Regions from separate parts of the Capra hircus genome. Here region 1 is linked to region 2. A link is a contact called in public Hi-C data. All regions are on one chromosome and are shown on one strand. Each heading gives the region's core, a stretch centred on a gene start, on an enhancer-like site or on the middle of the called end of the contact. The rest is flanking DNA. Distances are from core to core; before and after follow the strand shown. Region 1 has its middle 19 kb from the start of GPR20. Region 2 overlaps SLC45A4 (solute carrier family 45 member 4).

Region 1 (5,582 bases), core at 2,907-5,406, 100 kb after region 2:
AGCAACAGGAGACATGAGCCTGGAAGCAATGGGCCCCGGGGCCGGGGGCAAGGACGGGGTTGGGGGAGAGGCGGCGTGGGCCTGGGAGCTCTGCTGGCTGGAAGGGACAGGAGGGGCTAGAAAGCCAAGGGATCGCCCCCTGGAGCCTCCGGAGGCAACCAGCCCGCTGATCTCGGGACTCTTGGCCTTGAGAGCTTGGAGAGAATAGACGGAGTTGTTTTAAGCTGCTGATTGTGTCATCATTTGGTGCAGCAGCTCTAGGAGACTGACTTTTCTAGGGCCAGAGGCTGGCTGAGGCCCCGGGCCTGCCCAGCTGCCTTCGTGGGGCCGGGGTGTTCGCCCAGTCCTGGGACCTGCACTTAGTCCTGGGAGCACTTAGCTGGCCCTCGCCTGCAGGCCCATGGAGACAGGTGGGCCTGGGTGGCCCCCAGGTCACATGCAGACTCTTCTGGGGGTACCCAGCCCCCTTCCCGCGTGCTGCTGGGGTCCTGACGGGAATGGCAGGGATGGTGGGTGATGCACAAGTAGGTGAGGTCCCCGGCCACTCTCTGGGGTCCTTTGGGGTCTCCCTGGAGACTCTGGGGCCAGCAGGGAGGTTGCACTTCCCTGTGCTGACTCACCCCAGCCTGCCTGATCTGAGCACTGGGCTTGGCTGCAGGCAGTGCTGGGCGGGTCACACAAGGTACAGATGGTACTTTTGGTTAATCCTGTCAACGGTCTTGTAGGGTGTTGCTCTCCCTGCTTCTCAGATAAGGAGTTTTTAATAGTGTTTTTTTTTTTAATTGAAGTGAAATTCACACAACATAAAATCACCATGTTAAAGTGTACAATTCAGTGGTGTCTGGTACATTCACAACGTTGAGCAACCACCCCCTCCCTCTGAGTCCAGAGTGCCCCATCACCCCACAAGGAAGCCCTGGATCCATTAAGCAGCCCCTCCCTGTTTCCAGCCTCTAGGCCCTGGCAGTTGCTAATCTCCTCTCTGTCTCTGTGGATTTGCCTGTTCTGGATATTTCCTATAAATGGCATCACACAGGATGATTCTTGTGTGCATCTGGCCGCTTGCACGTAGCGTGTTTCCCAGGTCCATCCATGCAGCGGTGTGTGTCTGAGCCTCATTCCTTTTCATGGTTGAATAATATTCCACCAAGTGGCTGTTTAACTGCTCCCCTGTTGATGGACATTCGGCTGAAGCTGGGGTTTGAGCTCCACTTTTCAGGGTCCTGGCCGTGCTCTGTTCCCCAGGGCTCACCGCCCCAGGCCTGCCCAGTTCCCAGGGCGGGGCCAGGCTGGGCTGGTGTGGGGTTGGCAGGAAGTAGGAGGTCCCTCCAGGCTTTTTGAGCACAGGAGAGGCCTGCAGATAACCTTCCTGCCTGAGGTTCCAGAATTGGCAAATCCTACATTCCCAAAGGGGCTTCCCTGGTGGCTCAGACCGTAAAGCGTCTGCCTACAGTGCGGGAGACCTGGGTTCGATCCCTGGGTCAAGATCCTCTGGAGAAGGAAATGACAACCCATTCCAGTACTCTTGCCTGGAAAATCCCATGGAGCGAGGAGCGTAGTAGGCTACAGTCCATGGGGTTGCAAAGAGTCAGATACGACTGAGCGACTTCACTTCACAGTTCCACAGACTCAGAGCTCTTGGACCTGAAGACTCTCAAACACTAAGCTTCTGAGGGTCCAGGAGCCAGAGTGTTCTGAGTAGACACCTGTCCCCACCCCCAGCCCCATGGCAGACATCCTAATCGAGCCGGCTGGGCCTTGGGGTCCCTGCAAGAGCCTGGGGTGGCGACCACCCCCCAAATTGGGATGAGGGCTCTTGGTCCCCGCTTCCAGCAGACTGTACATCTCCTGCTGACCTTTGCCTCCTCCCTGGCCTCCCGCCCTCTTCTCACGCCCACAGGCCTTTCCCAGCCTCCTCCTTCCCTCGGGGCCCTGGTCTTTCTTGCCCTCCATCCTATGCCGCGCCACGACATGGAGGCAGGGCCTGTGGACTGCTGGGGTGGACGCCCCGTCCCGCAGGCTCCTGAGGTGGGGAGAGGCGGTGAGGATGGGGGCTTTGCAGAGGCTGGGGGAGGCTGCCCAGGGTGCCCGGGCGCCTTGGTCACAGGTACAGAGCCTGGCTGGAGGGCAGGGAGGGCCCCCACGCTCCCTCCTTGCCCACCTGCCCTCCAGGTGTCAGCGCCCTGGGCTGTCCTCTGGGTTGGGGACGGCCAATGGTGGGCTGATTTCTGGGAGGGTGGGGGTGGAGAAGATGCCGCACGTGGTGCCGGTCACTCCTCTCGTCCCCCCCGACATCCTGTGGGCCTTGGACCCCCTGCAGCTGGAAAGCGCGGGCTTGGATCTAGAACTGAGTATCCAGGGCTCTCAGACTGGCTTCCAGGCACCCTGGGCTCCTGCCCATCAGGGGGGTCTGTTGGCAGGCAGATACTGTTTCTGCCCCTTGCGGCTCCCTCGTTGTCCTCCTGCCTGGAAGCCCTCCTACCGCAGCCTGGGAAGCGGGGATCATTTGTGGGAAAGGGCGAGCTCTGGCCTGGAAATAGCCAAGTGTGCACAGAAATAACCCTGGCCTCAAAAAAGAACATGGAATATTAAACAGGGAACACCAGCATTCGCCTGTCCCTTTCCACAGCCGTTATCTCAAGACAGCGCTCCTCCCCTCATTTTACAGACGAGGGAATTGAAGCCGGGGAGGAGGGTGACCTGCCTGAGGGCCTCCCGCCAGGCCGCTGGCCTCTGACCCCGTGTTTCCCACCACGGCGTGGCTGCCCGACCGCTCTGAGGCCGGCCCTCACCTGCTTCTCTGAGGGTCAAGTGCCTATGCATCCCTCAAAACCCAGAGAAACCTCCTTTTCTCTGGTGAGCCTCCCCAGCTCCCTGGAGGGCAGCTGTGGTCTCTGCCAGGACCTCGTCGCCCTGGAGCAGGCGGTGGGCTCCTTGGCCTGTGGCTTCGTCCACCCCACACCAGGCAGCACAGTACGTGCTCACTAAGTACCCGGTGAGTGACACATTGGCGGACTGTTCCCATCAACCTGAGAGTGGAGGTCGGTTGAACCTCTCGTCCCCTTCCCTGCATTTTCATCCCAACAACCTGAGAAGTTCAACTGAGTATGACCGCTTTATCGATGAGGCTCAGAGAGGCCAACTCCCCTGCCCAAAGGTCACATAGCAACCAAAGGGTGGATCTGGGATTTGATCCTGGCCCCTCCAAGCACGGATCTTTCTGGAGAGCTCACTGTGTGTCTGGCTCAGGGCTGGGTGGGCCCCGACCACCCCACCTGTCCATTCCCTTCTCGCCTTGCATCCTGTGGGCTGGCTCTCACTCGCGGCCTCTGAACACCCTTCCTCACTTCCAGCATCCCCTCTGTGGGCTCTAGCTTGTCTCCGGAGGGCCCCTCCCAGGCGTGGGGGACATGCCATCCTAAGAGCGCAGCAGGGATCCAGTGTGTGTCGCCTGCAGCCACCAGGGGCACTAGGCAAGGTGGATTTTCCCAGGAGGCCCAGGGCTCGGTGCTCCAGCCAGAAGCCTACTTTTCAGGCCCACAGACTTCCCTCTCTTGCCTCCCTCACCTGGCCGCTCACTTCTCATTCCCTTTGAGTCCTTGGCAGGCACTGAGGCCTGAGGCTACTCCCGTGAGAGGCTGGGGTGGGCAGAGGCCACAGGCAGGGAGGAGGGAGCGAACAAAAGTTCTGGAGCCAAGGCAGTGAAGGAGAAAGGGTGCCGGGAAGATGTGGGGGTTCTGGGATAAAGAGTTAGGGTTCAGGATTCCAGGGTCATTTCCATCTCCCTGGCCCAGCAAAGGCCTGGTATTCGGGGAGACCCGAGGGGCTCTGGGGACGGGTGACAGTCCTGGAGTTGGGAGAATAAGAGGGAATACATGTCCGAGGGAGGGACAGGCCGGCCCTTGTTCCGTGAGGCTCTCCAAGGGTCTTGGCCCCGGGAACCCTGACCCTAGCTTCCTCCAGAGCGCGATGAGGCATGTCAGGAGAGGCTAGTCCACCTGACACCTTGTCTCCAGGAACCCAGGCCCTGAGCCACCCCTGGGGGTTGGGCTGCCCTCCTTAGTGAGCCTGGGAGGGGGCGGCTGCCTGCCCCGAGGGGCCGCAGGGTGGATGGGCTGTGGGCAGGTTGGGCCATGGGCAGTGGCACAACCCAGCTGTCGGGCCAGGGCCGAGGGTCACTGCGCTCTGCACCCAGTACAGGGCCTGTCCCCTCTGCCTGGCCAGGCAGAGACTCAGACCCAGGGCACGGTCCCTAGCGTCCGCCTGTCTGTCCTTTCCTACTTCCTCCCTGCCTGGCTTTGGGGCTGGTGGCAGCACTGTGCTTAGACACGCCCAGTGCTGCTTGTCTGGACAGCCCAGCCCTTGGTCACGATTCTCTTCTGCTCGACTGCCAGGCTGTGTGACTCGGGGCAGCTGTCTGACCCTCTCTGGGCTCACGAGACAGTGAATGAGGTTCTGAACCTTGGGACCGCATATGGCCTTGAGGGGCTCTCAGCTTCCCTGGATCGCATGCTGGAGGAGGAGGCAGGGTCTCAGGGGAGCCCCAGCTGCCCACAGATGCCAGCGTTCCCATGTGTCATGGAGTCGTTGGCCTTGTTCCAAGCCCACCAAGAGGGGCTGGCTCACTGTCTGCTCCTTCCCGTCCCTGACTGCCCCACCCAGCCTCTTCCCTGGCTGGAATGAGGTGCTGCCTTGAATAGCTGAAGGGGTCAGGGGCTTCCTGGGGCAGTGTCACTCTTCTTCCCGGGGGATAAGGGAGCTGTAGCTCCTCCAGGCAGCCTTCCAGGATTGCCCTCCAAGGATCAGATGGCAGAGGCGATCAGGAGGTCCCGGCGGGCGGCAGACACCTCGGGTGCCTCTCCCAGGCCAGCAGCGCCACCTGGTGGCCGCAGCCCCCAAACGCCTCCATCCAATGGACCCTCCCAGGGAATCCGCCGAAGGGGCTGGGGCCAAGCCTGGGAGGCCTCCACCGAGATCATTGACAGCTTGGAGAACGCAGGAGTCCTGCCTGCCTGAGGCCAGAGTGTCAAAGACAGGGCTTAACCCAGAGGGATGAGAGAGAACGGAGGAGTCTCAGTCCCTGTGACCAGTGTGCGCATGTGCACACATGTGTGTGTGCACACGTGCACGTGGAAGGGGAGGGCAGGGGTCCTGTTGGGAGGGAGGCCCTCAGGTCACACCTGGCACAGTAAGGTAGGGGACGCTGTGAAGGAATGAAGGGAAATGAATGGGTGTGCTGGGGTCTTCCTCAGGGAAGCCCCATTTCCTTCATTAGCTCGGTTGGTGCTGTGCTTAGTCACTCAGGAGTGTCCGACTCTTTGTGACCCCATGGACTGCAGCCCGCTAGCCTCCTCGCTCCATGGGGATTCTCCAGGCAAGAACACTGGAGTGGGTTGCCATGCCCTCCTGCAGGGGACCTTCCCAACCCAGGGATGGAACGCAGGTCTTCCGCATTGCAGGCGGATTCTTTACGGAGTCACCAGGGAAGCCCAAAAGGTCTTCGTTATTTCTTTTCCCATGAAGGTGAAAGTGAAAGTCGCTCAGTCATGTCTGACTCCTGCGACCCCATGGACTTTACTGTC
Region 2 (5,523 bases), core at 22-2,521:
AGCACCTGGGAAAGACACTGTGTGTCCACCTTCTAGTATCAGAGCTCAGTTTCTTGACCTAAAAATTATACAGGGACTTCCTTGGCAATCCAGTGATTAGGACTCTGTGCTTCTACTGCTGGGGGCACAGGTTTAATCCCTGGTGGGGGAATTAAGATCTCACGTGCTGTGCTGTGCTGTGCAGCCAAATATATATAATTGTTATATAATTATATAATATATATAATTGTTATATAACTATATATGTTATATAACTATGATATATATAATTGTTATATAACTATATAATATATAATTGTTATATAACTATATAATATATATAATTATACAATCTTTCAATTTTGTTGGCAGAACCAAGCATGATGTGAACAGAATGATGCAAAAAGAACTGTGCAAATGGGAAGCAGATTAAAAAGTCTGTAATTAATGCCAGTGTGTTCTCTGTAGAGTTTGAAGCCAAATGTGAGATTTCCCACTAAGAATTCAACTCTTTTCACTAATAATTTTTTCTTCCCCCACTTCCAGGAAAATCCTAAGGCACACCTACCAGAAACACAAATCAGTGAATTTTTACAGTGACAGATGAGTTACAGACAGGTGATAATAGACAAGATGGACAAAATATAAATACAATTTTCTCTGATTTTCCAATAAAAATGAAAACAACATCCCACACAAAAACTTCTGTCCATATTGTTAAAAGAATGTAGTAGACCAATCCGTGCTAATAAGAAAGATGAACAGGTATTTTGGTAAACAAAAAATGTAGACTGCAAACTCTATGTTAAAGTGAAGTCGCTCAGTTGTGTCCGACTCTTTGTGACCCCGTTCACTGTAGCCCACCAGGCTCCTCTGTCCATGGCAAGAATACTGGAGTGGGTTGCCATTTCCTTCTCCAGGGGATCTTCCTGATCCAGGGATCGAACCCAGGTCTCCCGCATTGCGGGCAGATGCTTTAACCGCTGAGCCACCAGGAAAGCACAAAATGTGGGGTGGTTCAGTTGTAAAACCCAAACGAAACATTGACTCTGCACTAACAGCGGTGGGACAGATGTGGAGGCTTGCGGGTTGAGACGGGGTCCGAGGCGCTCGTTTTCGGTGACATACCCCTCGAGCCTGCGCACCCTCCTGCCGGCGCCTGGTGCGGCCCCCGGGGCGGGAGGCCGGGTGAGGATGTGCGGCGCCGCCCCCGGCCCGCCCCCGTCTCGCGGGTTCTGCGCACCCCGTGCGGACGCCAGAGGGCGCTGCCAACTCGCTCGGCCGCGAAGGGGACGAGGGCGGTGCCCGGACTCCAAGCTCCGCCCCGCAGGGAGGGCCCGCCTCTCGCGGCCGGCGCAGCCGCAGGAGGCGCGATGAATGTTCCCCTTTAGTCCCCAGGAGCCCCTTGGTCCCTCCGACCGGGAGGTGTGCTCGGGTTCCGCCCGCGGGGCGCTCATGGCACAGCGCAGGACTAGGCCCCGGGGCCTCCCAGCCTCCATCCCTTTGATGACCAGGATGGATCGCCCTGATAGGCCCCTTGGTGACCGCACCCCCTTCTCCCATCTCCCATCCCCCATCCTGGGGCCGGCTTCTGCTGACCCCAATTAAGGGCCACCCTGCTCCCCACTGGGCTTCCCACGTGAGGCTAGCGGTAAAGAACCCGCTCGCCAGTGCAGGAGAAATGAGAGATGCAGGTTTGATCCCTAGGGTGGGAAGATCCCCCTGGAGAAGGGAATGGCAATCCACTCCAGCCTTCTTAGCCTGGAGAATCCCATGGACAGAGGAGCCTGGTGAGTTGCACCGGTCCAGAGGGCTGCAGTCAGACACGACTTAACACGCATGCACACTCTCCTCCAGTGCAGGTCAAGCAGACCCTTTTGATCAAATCAGCCCCTCCAGCATCACATCTCACCACCTGTGTGACCTTGGGCAAGCCCCTCCCCTTCCACTACCCCCACTGCCAAGTCAGGCTGGCGGTGACTGGCAGCTGCCCGCGGCCCCACCCAGGCCCTGTGGCACCCATCTCCTGCCTGATGGCAGCCTGGCCCCTCTGGCTGGCAAGTGGTAACCAGGGTGGCTCCCGAGCTCCCCTCTTTCCTGGAAGGCTCGCTTACCAGTAGTCAGGACCCTACCACCCACCTACCAGGACAGGCCTTGGGAAGGAAGGTCTGCCAGATGTTTGCCCAGCCCGGGGTCTGGCCTGAAAGGGCTGTGCCAGGTCACCGGATGCCAGGTGGGTCTCATCCCCTGCTGGCTCAGCCTGAGCCCACACCTGAGCCAGGTGAGGCAGGGGCCCCGAGGGTGTTGGGGGCTCAGACATGGGCCCCAGGTTGGGAGCTGGGAGGGCCTCTGAGCACCACCCCAGGAGCCCACACCCACTGGCAGGCCCTCCCCACACTGGGCCCTCAGGCTCCAGGGAGGCAGGGGCGAAGGGAGGAGCTCTGGGGACACAGCAGAGACACCCACACTGGCATCTGGCAGGGAAAGGTTTATTAAGCTTCAACCACAGAGTAACAGAGCGAAACAGACGTAGGGGGAGCCCGGTCTACACCGGGAGGTGAGCACGTTACAGATAGGACCTTGTGCGTGTTGGGGGGGCGGGGGGGGGCAGACAGTGCCATCAGCCACAGCCCCCAGGAGCAGCCCCGAGACCGGGGGCTCGGCGCTGAGACACACAAACACCAGGCTGCTTGTGCCCACCTGATACAAAATTCAGTAATGTGCGATATTACTCTTTATAATCCCTTTTCCTCATAAAATGTTATGTGTTTAACACACACTTATATCACTGCTAAAATCAGCAAGAGCTATTATAGTGCTCCAACTTAATAAGTTGATAAAAAAATGTTGTCCTGTGGCCAGTTCACAATGGAACCAATTAAGTCCTGTTCCGAGATGCCTGGGGAGTTCCTCTGGTAACGAGGCATTTCCAATCATCAGGTCATTCTGCCACCGAGACACAGTCCTGGTCCACAGCACACAGAGCTGTGCCCCTGGTCGCCTGGGGGAGGGCCCAGCAGAGGCGGCCACGCCCAGGGACAGGCTGGGTGAGGGGCCAGGATGGCAGGGGCCGGCTCCCCACCAGGAGGTAGTGACGGAGGCCCCGACGTGCTGCGTGCTTGAGGGCCGCACTGAGCGGACACCACTCCCTGGGCAGCTGCGCTCAGGAAGTGGGCCCCCGGCAGCCCCGTCAGGCCAGCCTGAGCCCCCAGGCCGGGGAGCAGGCAGAAGACGGATGGGGAGTCTGAGAAGCAGCCGCTTGCAGATGGAGCGTGAACGGTCGCGTGTCTGTCACTGATAGCAACATTCCGGGAGGGTCCTCGCCTGTGCTCGGGGCAGGGGTGGCCAAACGGAGACGGAGACTCAGGTGTGAGCCAACAGCTCAAGGTGCTCTGTGTCCAATGAATGTGGTGTTTGACAGACTCGCTCCGAGTGGCTGTCTCTGGCCCTAGCAGCCCACACCCTTGGCCACAGGAGGGAACGGCTGGGACCTTCTGGAGTGTTCTTCAGACACACCACACAGGCAGCCCCTTCAGAGGATCGACTTTGGGGTTCTGGGGGGCAGAGAGCTACTTCCCCACACGCTCATGCCTTTAATAAACACACCTGAGGACTACTTGGAGCCAATGACCTTCTTAGGGCCCAGCCGCTGCCTGCCCCCCACAAGGGACAGTGGGGAGCAGCAGGGACACCCCACTGCCAGCCCTCCACCCACCCAGAAACATTGCCAACGCTGACTGCTGGCAAAAGGGGGACAGGGTGCTGCCTGTCTCCACCGAGCTGACTTTTTATGGAACCAAAGATGCCAAATCCATGCCACCCTATCTGGGTAGTCCATCGATATGACCTGGCAACCAGCCAAATCCCTACCAAGCTCTCTGTTCACAGCACCCAGCCCTGACTGGTGCCCATGACCCCCAGGGCCCACGAGGCCAACTCCAGCATCGGCTACCTGGCCAGCCCACCTGTGGGTGGCACCACCCACTGGTCACCTTGGCCGGAGACCGGACAGAGGACCTTTCAATGAGGGGCCAAAGCCACACTTCCCGGAGCAGCCTGCCGGCGGCCCCCACAACTATCTGAGGTACAGCGTTAGGAACCAACCACAGCCCCCAGCCACGGCCGGCCACTACCACGTGGACAGCCTGCTCCGCTTAAGACACCAGGTGACGCCAGAGCCTCGGGTCAGTGCAACCTGGAAATAACCTCGCTGCGGGGATGGGGCTGAGGCAAAAGCACTCACTCCACAACACCCCCCCACAGAGCTCATCGCCAGTCGAGAGGTGGAGGCTGGCTCCACAACTGCTGTCTCCTGACCCGGGCCGCGAGGCACCCGCCCTCCCAGATCCACACGGTAAGACACACCCCGGTCACACACAGGCAGAAGGCTTGGCGGCCTGCAGGACTCGAGACGGCTGCACACGCACTCACTTCTCTGCATCAGCCGCCGACAGACGCCCTTCCCCAGCGGGCCTCTGCCCCGAGCGCGTTCCAGGGTTGTTCTCGTCCTTCCATGTCTTCGCTGTTTCAGACCAGGTTTAAGGCTGGCACCCCCGGGGCCCCGCTTGCTCCTACACAGCAAGCCCCGGCTGGGCTGTGGACAGGGTGGGCCCAGGATGTGCGGCCCTTCCGGCCGGTTCATCGCAGAGCTTGACTCGGGCTCTCCCCCACACCCCTACATTTTCAGCTCACTGCCCTCCCCCGTTTTCTGTCAGGAGACCCCCTCGAGCAGCAGAGCAGCTAAACAGAGGCTGCGATCTAGAGTCACAGGAGGAGGACTTTGCATCCTAAAGCCAAGAAGGCTGTCGAACTTCATCAAAGTGACCTGCTGGGTACCCGCCTGGGGGGGGGGGCGGGGGACGAGGGGAGGAGCACAGACCGGATGTGGGGCTCAGGAGTGGGAAGGACTTGCCCGTCTGGGCACAGGATCCCCAAGGCCCTTCTCCAGCCGTGATGCACGTCAAAAACACTCCCATTTCCCAGTCAGTTCTCCGTGACCCTGGGCTTCCAGGGGAGGACACGTGGCTTGCGGCTACATCCAAAACAGACAGGCACTGCTGCTCCTCAGGGACAAACTGCAACCTGCAAAGTGCCGCCAGTGACGGAGAGACGGGATGGGACCAGAGGCCGGTCAAGTACACGAAGCACGGCTGTTCCTCTCAACACACAGGAAATTCAAGTAGTTTATTTAAAAACTGCGTAGTTTCATCTTGAAATATATATCTATGTATATATATTTGCTTTAGAATGATCATATTGCAGCATGACTCTCATGCGTTTTAAAGTACTTTATTTAAAAACATATTGACTTGAGGCAGCGAAGAGTTAGAGTCCTCTCACTTTATCCGGGTGATGTGTGGGAGGCCTCCCTCTTTCTCCTGAGATCAGCGGACTTAGACTGACCGTCCCAAAGAAGAGAAGCAGAAACTGCTTACTTAGAAAGAGATTGTGGTTTGAAAAGCATTTCCAAACAGCTGCAGCATGTGACGACCGTGCTTCCCCGGGGTGCAAGTTTGGTTCTGCGCTGAAACCAGAAATGCCGTG

What was found. Hi-C and Micro-C count contacts between places; a contact is called where the count stands out from the background.
Region 1: a Hi-C map of liver shows a contact between it and region 2, with 8 times the contacts expected there. The contact joins two enhancer-like sites. A contact is called at or near these places in 4 of 5 Hi-C or Micro-C datasets (blood and liver).

What each region holds. Positions count from the first base shown.
Region 1 is chr14:79,500,330-79,505,911 of ARS1.2, forward strand. No RefSeq gene overlaps it. Among named protein-coding and RNA genes, the nearest start is that of GPR20, 19 kb to the right of the region's middle. Within about 2 kb of position 4,157, at least 1 of the 5 cell types and tissues checked has an H3K27ac peak or open chromatin away from gene starts, as enhancers often do.
Region 2 is chr14:79,403,515-79,409,037 of ARS1.2, forward strand. It overlaps SLC45A4 (solute carrier family 45 member 4), which reads right to left. Exons shown (of 9, transcript XM_018058641.1): 9 at 2,455-5,523. Among named protein-coding and RNA genes, the nearest start is that of DENND3, 57 kb to the left of the region's middle. Within about 2 kb of position 1,272, at least 2 of the 5 cell types and tissues checked have an H3K27ac peak or open chromatin away from gene starts, as enhancers often do.